Regions from separate parts of the Pan troglodytes genome. Here region 2 is linked to region 1. The links are chromatin contacts, called in public HiChIP or PLAC-seq maps. All regions are on one chromosome and are shown on one strand. Each heading gives the region's core, a stretch centred on a gene start, on an enhancer-like site or on the middle of the called end of the contact. The rest is flanking DNA. Distances are from core to core; before and after follow the strand shown.

The links. HiChIP or PLAC-seq counts read pairs in DNA pulled down with a chosen protein or histone mark.
Region 2: an H3K4me3 HiChIP or PLAC-seq map of stem cell-derived excitatory neurons shows a contact between it and region 1, with 6 times the contacts expected there. The contact joins the enhancer-like site here to the promoter of SEMA6D in region 1. A contact is called at or near these places in 5 of 7 Hi-C or Micro-C datasets (blood, induced pluripotent stem cells, a lymphoblastoid cell line and 1 more) and 1 of 1 datasets of contacts at active chromatin or transcription factors (stem cell-derived excitatory neurons).

The regions. Positions count from the first base shown.
Region 1 is chr16:39,172,038-39,177,246 of NHGRI_mPanTro3-v2.0_pri, reverse strand. SEMA6D (semaphorin 6D) reads right to left here and starts at 2,987. Exons shown (of 21, transcript XM_016928165.3): 1 at 2,897-2,987.
Region 2 is chr16:39,958,109-39,963,706 of NHGRI_mPanTro3-v2.0_pri, reverse strand. No RefSeq gene overlaps it. Among named protein-coding and RNA genes, the nearest start is that of SLC24A5, 150 kb to the left of the region's middle. Within about 2 kb of position 1,251, at least 5 of the 24 cell types and tissues checked have an H3K27ac peak or open chromatin away from gene starts, as enhancers often do. A contact at or near this core is called in stem cell-derived excitatory neurons, where this site is marked.

The DNA of each region.
Region 1 (5,209 bases), core at 1,738-4,237:
CAACCTTTTATGAATATTTAGAAGCAGCTAGCATTTCTATTTTGAAAATTCTTTTTTTCTCAGATCTCTTAATAAGGTTTTAGTGTATCTTTAAGAAGATAATCGTTATTTACTTAAAAATATTTATTTTCCAAATACAGAAAATAATAACATTTACAAGTGCTTCATTTTCTATGCCCCCTTTCCATCTTCCTTCAGTTCCTAGACAACAAAACAATGGTTCATTCTTCATGTGGAAGAGTAAACTCAATAAACGCGAATGGCCAGGAGGCCTACAGCAGTGAAATTATGGCTTCACAAGGACTTTTTTTTTTCTTTATGAACAAGTTTAGAAAGACCTTTTTCAACATATTTTAAAGTCATGCATACTTCAATGATATAATTATCTTGGCAACACTAAATACTGCTGACTGATAAATGAGGCCAAAATAATTAAGTTCTGTTCTTTGCACAATCAAGATTTAGTGCAGTAATCAATCTGGGTAAGAATTTGGAGTCTGGAGACTTCAGAAGATGAACAAGCTACTAGCTAAAATTGGTCATGTGGGAAGATGGTTAAATGAGTATACAGTTTATACATAGCTGTGAATACTCTTCATGTCTTAATCTTCATTAGAACCTGGTTGATTCATTGTTCATGTGGTCCTGTACTAAGTTGGACATGGTATACAAGTAGACAAAAGAACAATTGAAAAGATAATCCAATGCATTCAGTGGGCACGAACGGCATTGAAAATGTAAAATAATAGAGTTGAAAATATAACAGTTTTTAAGCAAAAAAAAAAGAGGTACAAATGCTGCTATGAAAGCATTAAGGTTATAAACATTATGATAAAAGAGAGAGAGAGAACACAATAAATACACTTTTCCACATACATATTTGTAGAACCGTGGGTATGGTCTGGATGCCTCTCCAGTTTCCATTTTTATTTTCTTCTACCTAACTCTCTCTTCTCTCCTTGGAATAAATCATACAGCTTTCCATACCCTCAACAACACTCCCACTGCATGGTTTTTCCCTGTGGAATCAGACTGCCGTCATAGAGAGGTGTTCATGTTAAGTACTTCTCCTGAGGGCTGGAACTCCAGGCTTCATCAGATTGATACACTTAGCAGGTCCATCAGGGATGTCAAAGTGAAATATAACCAGGTCAGTTGGGTGCATTAGTAACTACTGGGATTTACAACCAGCTACAAATACTATATATGTGTATATATATATGCACACATATATATATACATGCACACATACATACATATATACACATATATATATACAAATATTGTATATTTGTAGACAATATTGTAAACTTGTACATATATATTTATATATACACACATATATAAGAAATCATAATAATTTAATAATTTCTCTTGTCAAGAGCTTATTCTGAATACTACCCACGGACCTCAGAAAAAGAAAGAGCATTTTTTTCCCAGCAAAATGCATCCTCCTTTGTAGTGGGCTAAGGAATAGGCACCATGAACAGGTGATACCATTGTAATTTAAAGAATGGAAGAAAGTCAAATAAGAGTATCTACCATCCAACGAAAGGAACTGTATGCAGAAGTCTTTTGGGATCTCCAACTGAGGATAACCGGCTCCCTCTGATTCTGGGTACACATGTCTGCCTCCATGAATGTTAGCATGCGGCCAGGGTAGGGGAGCAATGGACGTCTACACCAGTGCTTGGCCATTTGTAGAGTGGAAATTGCACTTTGCTTTCAAAAATGGATTCTCCTCCCAGCACCATGCAACTCGACTAGCTGAAGGCACAAACGGAATAAATGCACATTCTAAAAAAAGGAGGGAGGGGGCGAAAAAATAAACCCCACCCAGCAATCTTTAAGGGAAACAGGTGCTAGCAAGAGAAAGCGGCCAGCTGTCAATAACACTTAAAACTCCATCTTCGTTACTCTGAAAACAATTTCAATGGGGGAAATACCGTGCCCTGTTCCTGAGGGTTTAATTTACTAGGCTGTCTCTGTGAATTAGAGTCAGATCTAAGTTTCGCACTCAGGAGCGGTTTTCTCTGTCGACTACGTTTGCTCTTCCGAGCTCCAAGTCGGTTTCTAAAATGGGCAAGCCTTTTCCCTCCCGGCAGCCTTGACCCCCACTCCTCCAAGTCGTCACTTTTATTTACAGCCCGGTGAGCGGTGTCTGTGTCGCTCAGTCTGGCCCCAAGAACAGTCACCGCGAACAATGAGCCAGACAAGGGACCCACCCAGAGAACGCCTGCTCGCCGGCCGCGCGCAAGCCCGCTAGCGCGGGACGCTCCGGGCTTCGGGGCTCTGGGTGCCCCCACCCCTTCCCCTCTAAACCCCAAGGAAAGCAAGAAGGTAGGTCGTTCCCTACACCCAGGTACTCGTGCTCACCCAGCCAGCCCTGCCTCCCAGCACCCACCAATTAGATGCCGTATCTAAAAAGAAAATTAAAAAAGCGGGGCAGCGTGGCGGTTCAGCCGGCTGCCGACCCGGATCCAACTCGCCCAGCTTGCGGGTTTGGCGCTCACTTGCGCCCGAGTCCGCGGCATTTTGAAATCCCGGAGGATTTGGGGTGGGGGCAAGAGGTGGGGCCAGGAGCCATAAAGTGGCTTCCGCTCCCTCCCCCCGGCCTGGCACAGCTCTGGGATCGGGCAAGACACAAAAGACGGGTCTTATCAGTGCCAACAACTCTGCCGCCGCCTCGCGCCATGCTGCGCACGGGAACCGGGCGGCGGGCCTCGCGGTCGGGTCTCTGCGCCGGCCGCGGCGCGCCCGGAGGCTGGAGCATCCTGGACGCCGCCAGAGCTCCCCGGTGCGCTTTTCGCGCAGAACCTCCGTCAGCAGCTCCTCGCTTCGCAGATAAAGAAGTAAAGGCGACGGAGGAGAAATGGAGAGAAAAGGGAAGACTTACTTGGGGGCCGAAGGCTCAGCCTGACTCCCGCTTCGGACTCGGCAGGTGTCTGGCACCGCGGGCCCAGGCGGAAGGCGCTGGCGCAGCGCAGAGCAGGGACTCCACTTATCGAGGACTGGAAACTCCCCTTGCCGCCCGGCCTCCGCGCTGCGCTCCTTGCTGTCACCGCTCCGAGCGACGCAGGCACGCTCCCCGCTGCCTCCTAGTCCTGGTGGGTCTCTCTGCTCTCTTCTCCGGGTTCGTCCGCTCCCTCACAGACCACACCCTGTCACCTCAGCAGCCCTCCACTCCTTCCTCTTTGACACTTCCACCGGTTACTCCGCCGTCTGCGTCCTCCCACCCCCACTCAGCCCACGTGCTCCTGCCGCTCCCTCGGCTCTAACTTCCCCTGCCGGGAGCCCCCACCTCCGCTCTGAAAACCCTTTGGTCTCTGAGCAGGGGAAAGGTCCTGGGGTCTTCGCCCACATCTCCCCAGGCCCTTCGGTGCAAAGGACCTTGCTTTGATTTTGTCGTTGCGATGGTTTAGATATATTGTGTACTACATATTAAGATGTATTTCTTTAAATGAGCTACATATCACTTTTAATATTGTAGAAATGTATTCCCAGGTGTTAATCATCTAACCGCTGTTCATTGGCCTTTGGAGTTAGACTGTCAGCCCAGCTTTTCTCCATATGCAAAAAGGCCCACAAAGTTCCAGAACACCCTCTTTACCCCAATCCAAGCCACACGTGCCATTTTCTAATGAGCCCGCTTCCTCGCTGTTATTGTTGTGGAAATATTTTTATATTTACTTTTCCCTGTTTCTGCAGACAATGAGAAGTTCCTTTCTAAGGGCTTCCCTCAGCATTCTGTTCTTAGTTTCATGATAATACCTATCACTCATGTGACATTTTCCTGTTTGGATTACTTCCTCTACTACTGGTCTTTAAGTTTCTCTAGGCAGAACTTTTGGTCTGTAAGTTTGTTCAGGCAGAAATAATTCATACTCATACTCATAACTTTGTCAACAGCTCCTAGTGTGGTCCTCGGCATACAGTACGTATTCAAACAATGTTCAAGGAGTGAATGTCCCTTAAATATGAGGCAAGCTTTGGTGGTTTTATGTGGTATTTAAAGGAAGGAAGACTTCAATTTGTATGCTTGGCTTGTATCCCATATAATTAGTCCTGTGGAAAACAAAGCATTTTGGAGTTAGCTGGATGATTGCTCATACGTTCCTTTGATTCTTGAAACAAGTCTTCCTTGTAAATATTACCCACTTTTTCTAAGATGATACTCAGGTTGGTAACTTGGTGATCATTAAATGTGAAGACCCCTAAGCCTTAGAGATCCCATGGTTCTTCACACCAGCCCAAGCTGCATCAGGCTGGCGTTAATGCAATACTTGACTGCCCAGCTACCCAGCCACATGCAAAACCTGCCTACCAGTACCACAGAGAGCTTACCCAACCATCTTTCCTCCAAAAATAGCATTTATTTTTCCCTCCCTCTTTCTCTTCTCTTGCTTGACTCACTTAAGTCAGAGTTCTAAAAAACAATAAACAAACACCTCTCAATGCTCAGACCTCTTGTTAAACTTACTGTCTTAACTCCTAAACTTAAAATTACTTTCATGAACATATCTTGCCTTAGCTATCCCTGTGTCTCACACAGGCCTCCATATCTCTTTGGTTTCTCCATTCAAATAAATAGTAATTAACATTTGTTAAGTTAGAGAGACCAAAGATCAGGTAGCAGCCAGCCATTGGTCCAAGCATTAACACATAATAGCTCATTTAATCCTCAACATCCTTGTGAGATAGAGCCTATTTTATAGTCGGGGAACATAGGCATAGAGGTATATCACATAGCCAGTAATTAGTGGAGCAGAAATTAGATCCCTGGCAATCTGCTTCAGAGGCTGCTTTCTCGACCACCATGCTTTAAATGGCCTGCCATAATCCCTGGCACCTAATACATGTTAATGAGCATTTTAAAAATAATGAATGTTTACCCATCCACATTTAGCATCATAGCAGGAAGAAGAGACAGTAATGAAATGGGTAGAACTTCAGGTTTTTGAGGACATATAATTGACCTCAATACCACAAGAACTGCTTTCTGTGGTGGGACTATGGACCCTGCCTGTGGCCTGTATTTGAAACATGAGAGGGACATGGTCCATGCTCATGACATCAGGTGTGCGTGACAGATCACTGAGCCTTCACGTTTGGGTTCTAGGACCTCCTTCACAATCAGTGAAAGGCATCTCCAGCTAAACCGATTCCTGGCCAAGCCCACCAACAAGCCAATTTGTGTTCTTCAGGGACC
Region 2 (5,598 bases), core at 2-2,501, 790 kb before region 1:
AGGATATTTAACCAAGAAACAATAATAAGTTGATGTTTGGAGCTCAATATCATGTTTGCACATACATATTGAAGTTCTGATAGCTCCTGCATTCTTGTGAACACATATGTGCACATACCTTTTTACACATGATTTCTCCAAACAGGATACTTTCTACAGTTTTCTGTAGACAAATCACATGCTTTGTATTTATAAAATTATTAAAGGCAGCATTTAGCCTTCATTATGCATGAGTTAGGTTCCCAAGACAGTCAGAAGCAATTCCTTTCTATATGCTGATGAGCTTGCTCTGGAATGAATGTGTTACTGGCTTCTCATCCCCAGGAATGGTCTACAGCAAAGCTACAAAATTGAGTAAATTTATCTTCATGGCTTACCGATTTCTTTGGTGCTCTCATCCCTTGGGGACCTGGAGCTCCTCCCTGATGGTCTTGATCATCCTCATTCTAAATCCCAGGCTAACACTCCATCCTGCTATCAAATTTGCCCAGTTTCATGTTCATTCCCACAAACTGGAGCTACTGTAATAAACTCATCTCCCTCATAGGTCCCACCTGAAGCCCCTACTTCAGTCAGAGTGTTTACCCTCTCTTCTTGGGCACACATTCTGCTCTCTGCCCTATGCTTTCACTTCTTCCTAGACTGCCCCTCCTCTTCCACTCTTCTGAGCCAGGGAGACAGATCCTACCCATCCTGCACCCAGCTCAAATGCTGCCCACTTTGTAAAGCCTTCCAAGACTCCCCAGTATGAATCGTTCAATAAAATATTGTTTATATTATTCATTGACAATTAACCATTTGCTGCATTGTTACTATTTTTCTATTGCTATCTTCCATTGTCATTCAGAGCTTATATTCAGCTCTTTAAGACTTTAATACCTTGGTTTCCTTGCTATAAAAGCCTCCTGAAGTTACAGTTTGGATCTTATATATTTTTGTGTGTTATACAGAGAGTGTCACACATGTAAATGCTTGTAAAAAGCTATTTTGATTTGATGAACTAATTCTTAAAGGTTTTCAGATAATCTTGATGAATATGAAAGGCCATTAGGTAAAATGCTAGCTGGGGCTTCCACTGACTATAACTGGAGAGAAACGTAACTTTACAAATCTGTATAAGATCAGTGCAAGTGTTTCTGATTCACCTCTAAACATATCCCAAAGCTGACTCCTCCCTGGAGCCTACCCTTTCTATGGGGCCAGCCCTGTCACCATGGTTACTGTGCCCTCAGCTGCAGTGCAGCCTTCAAGCTGCCAAATACAAAAGAATGGAGGGGAGATCACTGCTTAGGACTCCTTGCCTGGCCTTGTTCTACTCCTATTATTCTCTCAAGTAGGAGTGGGGTACTTCATAGAGATATCAAGCTCAAGCTGAAAAATAAAGGGCACAGGCACAAGCCCAAACCCTGAGTGGATGCTGGAAAAGGCGCCCCTCCTTTGGGAATTTGATGCCTGATGAATTCACTATGCACACCTGCCCCCATCCACAGAGCCCTTTGGCCTGCTGAGGAACATGGTGTCTGGCCCTGACTCTCAAACTTCTTTAGGGACCCAGGAGTGCAGGTCTCAAGGGCAAATCTGGGCAGCCCTACCTGGTTTCCTGTTCTGTCTGAAAAAGTAAGTCCCTATCACTCTGTGTGGGTGAAGTAGGGCAGGGCACGCCCCCAGCCAAGGGAAGTAGCCGAGCCTCCACACATAAGAACTCCTTCCTAAGCAGCAATTAAGATTCTCGCTTCACAGGTCCAGCACTGGCTTCAGACCACTCCTTTTCCCTTGCATCCACCCCCAAACCCTCCTATCATGCCCCAAACCTAGTTACATCAATAAGAAAAGCAGGACTTTAAATAGCTACCTCTGATCATTGATGTCTAGCATACTTCAGCTCTGAGCAATCCTCACTGTCACCCAGGAAAGTGACTGGGGAGAAGCCAGCTCTCTCTGCTTTGCTGGCAGCCACAGACTGGCAACAGCCATCTTGCCCTGATGAGCTCAGAGCTGGGCTCACGTCCTAGTAGTCCTACCTGGCTACTTGACCATAGGCTTGGCCATTCTTTCCTCTGCCTGTTCCCTTTTCTGAGCTTCAGAGGCTATTCCTGGAAAGATAAATGCTCACAAATGCACCTCCTTCTTCCAGATGGAGGGAGAGCATGGAGGAGGAGAATTAAGGGAACAAAAAATAAAGCATATGAGGTTGAGACAGGGTGGGTCTGGAGCCAAGGAGCAGTTTTCAGGATTGGTCACCAGTACACTGAACTCTCAATAAGTCAGGAGAGCAAGTTTGGAGGTTACAGAGGACTATGTAAGAGGAGCTGGAGGGTGGAAATACAAGAGGAGTATCGGTCTTTGGGGAGCTTACTCTCCTGCAGACACAGCCCATCCTATTTTGAGGATGCATGTATGCTTTCCTGAACCAAATGGACATCATGTTAGACTTGAGTCCCTGTTGAGGCTCTACTTTCAGATATTGCAACTCACATGTCTCACTCTCCTTTATATTTGATCTTAAATGCAAGAACAGTGGTGAAGCGAGTGTCAACCCTCAGGAAACTGATGTAAAGCTTGCTTGGGATCATCTGAGAGATGTTGAAAAATCCCTTCCCACCTCCTCCTACACCCTTTCAAAAGATGAAATCTAACTCACCACTAATCACAGAACCTGAAATTGCATGTTAGTTTCTTTTGAGGGGGAGATATCTTGTCTCCTGACGTCTTTAGTTAAGAAGCAGTGCCTTTCATAGACAAGGCAAAAAAAAATATTCAAAATTACGTGAATATTTGGAAAATAATAAAAACACAATCCTCCCTTTGTAGCTTCATAAACCAAAATAACTTCCAGGCTTGTGCAATACTTAAAATGTAAAAAGAAAAATGTTAAACCCTTAACATACAAGAAGAAATATAGGTAAATGTTTACTTGATTTCAAGACAGAAAAATCTCTGTAAATCAATAGAAGAAAATATGGAAGAAAAAGGTAGATTTAACCACATATTAGGTTAAGAATTCGGTGTGTCAAGATAGATTATAAACACTGTTAAAAGGTAAATGTCAAATTGGGGGAACTTGCATTAAATATGCCAAGGGACTGATATCATAAAGGAATAAAAAGCTTTTCCAAATCAATATGAAAACTCTAAGACTTTCATTGGAAAATCAGTAAAAAAAATAGGTAGTTCACATATGAATAAATGTTCAATGTCACAAGCAATCAAAGAAATGCAAAATAAAATGACTTTTTATGTAAGAAATTGGCATTTAAAAACCAGTCAAATGGAACTCAGGTGATCGTAAGATATAATAGACACTCCCAAACTCTGGATGGGTGTACAACTTCATACTTTTTAGAAACTCATTTTAGAATTGAGAATAAAAAATTAAAAATGTCCCCATGAGCTGTTCTGGTAATTTCACATCTGGAAATCAGTTCTAAGAAAATAAGAAGCATTGTGGACTGAAACAGCACATATGAGGATGCTCATTATAAAAGCAAAAAATTAGAAGCAGCCTAAACAAACAATGATGGGAATGGTGAAATAAATCACAATAAACCTGTGTGATAGACTGCTATAAAGCAATGTAAAAACACAAAACACACGAAATGAGAAAACAGTTCTCATATAATTTGATGTTAAAAATAGCAAGAAAAAAATTTATAAAGTATACTTCAAAACAAATATATTAGTTTTCTGCTGCTGCTGTGACAAATTACCACAAATGTAATGGCTTAAAACAACACAATTTACTATTTTACAGTTCGGACATAGGTCCCACCAGGCTAAAGTCAAAGTATCAGCAGAGCTGTGTTTCATTCTGGAGGCTCTAGGGGTGAATCCATTTCCTTGCTCGTTTAGGTTGTTGGCAGAATTCAGTTCCCTGTGGATGCAGGATTGAGATCCTAGTTTTCTTGCTGTCAACTGACAGCAGTTTCCAGCTCTAGAGGCCACCCACATTCTTTGGTTCATGGTCTCTTCCTACATCTCCAAAGTCAGCCAAGTCTGGTCAAGTTCCTTAAATACCGTGAATTTTTTCTTCTTTTTTATCCTATCTCTCTAACTCAGCAGGGAAATGTACCCCTTTTGTAAGGACACATAGGATTAAATTGGCCCCACCTGGATAATCCAGCATGAAATCTTCCCATATCAATGCCCATAACCTTAGTCATATCTACAAAAGTCCCTTTTGCCATGTAAGGGTAACATTTTCACAAGTGCTGGGGATTGAAATGTGGACATTTTAAGGAAACTATTATTCTGCTTACCATACTATGTAAAAATATGTTGCAAATATGTATGTTTGGATCTAGCAGGAGGACTGAAATAAGTACGTCACCAAAATGTTGCTGTAGTTATTTCAGAATTATAAAAATAAGAGTGATTTTTATTTTTATTTAAGCATTTTTCCTCAATATATTTTGCATTTTCCTAAAATGAGGAAAAAGGTTAATCCAGCGAGTCAGGTGGGTTAATAACCTAATATATGCTGAACCATTAACACATTGGTATGAATTAGTCCATGAACTTCCTTTTCAAATGGGACTCCTAATGGAGAAGAAAACCCTGGGAAAATGATAATAATCCCTTGAATCTGAATGGGTTTTTGTACTTTTCAACGGATTCTCACATGCATTATTCCTTTATCTTTCTGGTTGCCTTAGATCTTTTCTGGGAGGTACTGGTTCAGGGCATGGGTGTTGTCCGGAGGACACAATAGTCAGTCAACAAATATTTAGTGGGGATTTATTGAGTTTTGGAGATGTGTGATGAGTGAGGTCAGAGGCTAGGGATCTTTGTATGCCCAGACAAGAGACAGAGAAGGAAGAAGGCTAAATTTTGCAGAGGCTAATGCATTAAACAATCTTAGGGAAATTAAGATTCCCTGCTCGACTTTGTGAAATACTGTTTAGTAGTGAACATGTTGTCTATTTTCTGCTCCTTTGTCCCCAGTCCACATCTGTCTCACTGAGTGAGTCACCTTGTTCTTTCCTCCTCTACTTCACTGTCTGTTAATATAATCTGCCCCAGATCACAAGAGATGTCTTTTTTCTCCACTTAGATCCCAATGACACTGGTGCCTACTCTGCCTAGCCCCTCCTCCCATCCTTCATGCTAGCCATCATATTGCTGGCTTGTCTACCAATACTGACTCACTGTTCCCTGCCCTGCCCTACTTCGGTGACCTGCCAAGATCTTGCACTTCATGTCCCCTCTCTCCCAACAGAGCCTTCCTGACTAGGTTTTTCTCTACTGTATCAGGGATGGAACTTGTCCCTCAGCATCAGCAGTTCTTCCATTCCTCTGAATAATGGTCTTGTCTTGCTTTGAGGCTTTGTCTGTGTATCCAGAGTGAGGATGAGACAAAGCATGGATGGGAAGGAAGTCTAGAATAATTATACCATCTATCTCCAGAGCCACCCCTTTGCTCAGAAGAATATCTCACACCTATTCCTCGCCAAATAACTTTTTGGTTCTCACTGCCAACTTTAATAGACACTTCCAGTAGAGACTGCCTATACTACAGCATAAAATCCATTAACTTTATCCTTAATAAATGGATAAGAATCACTCCATGGGCCCATAATCAGTCCATTAGTCCACACTTAG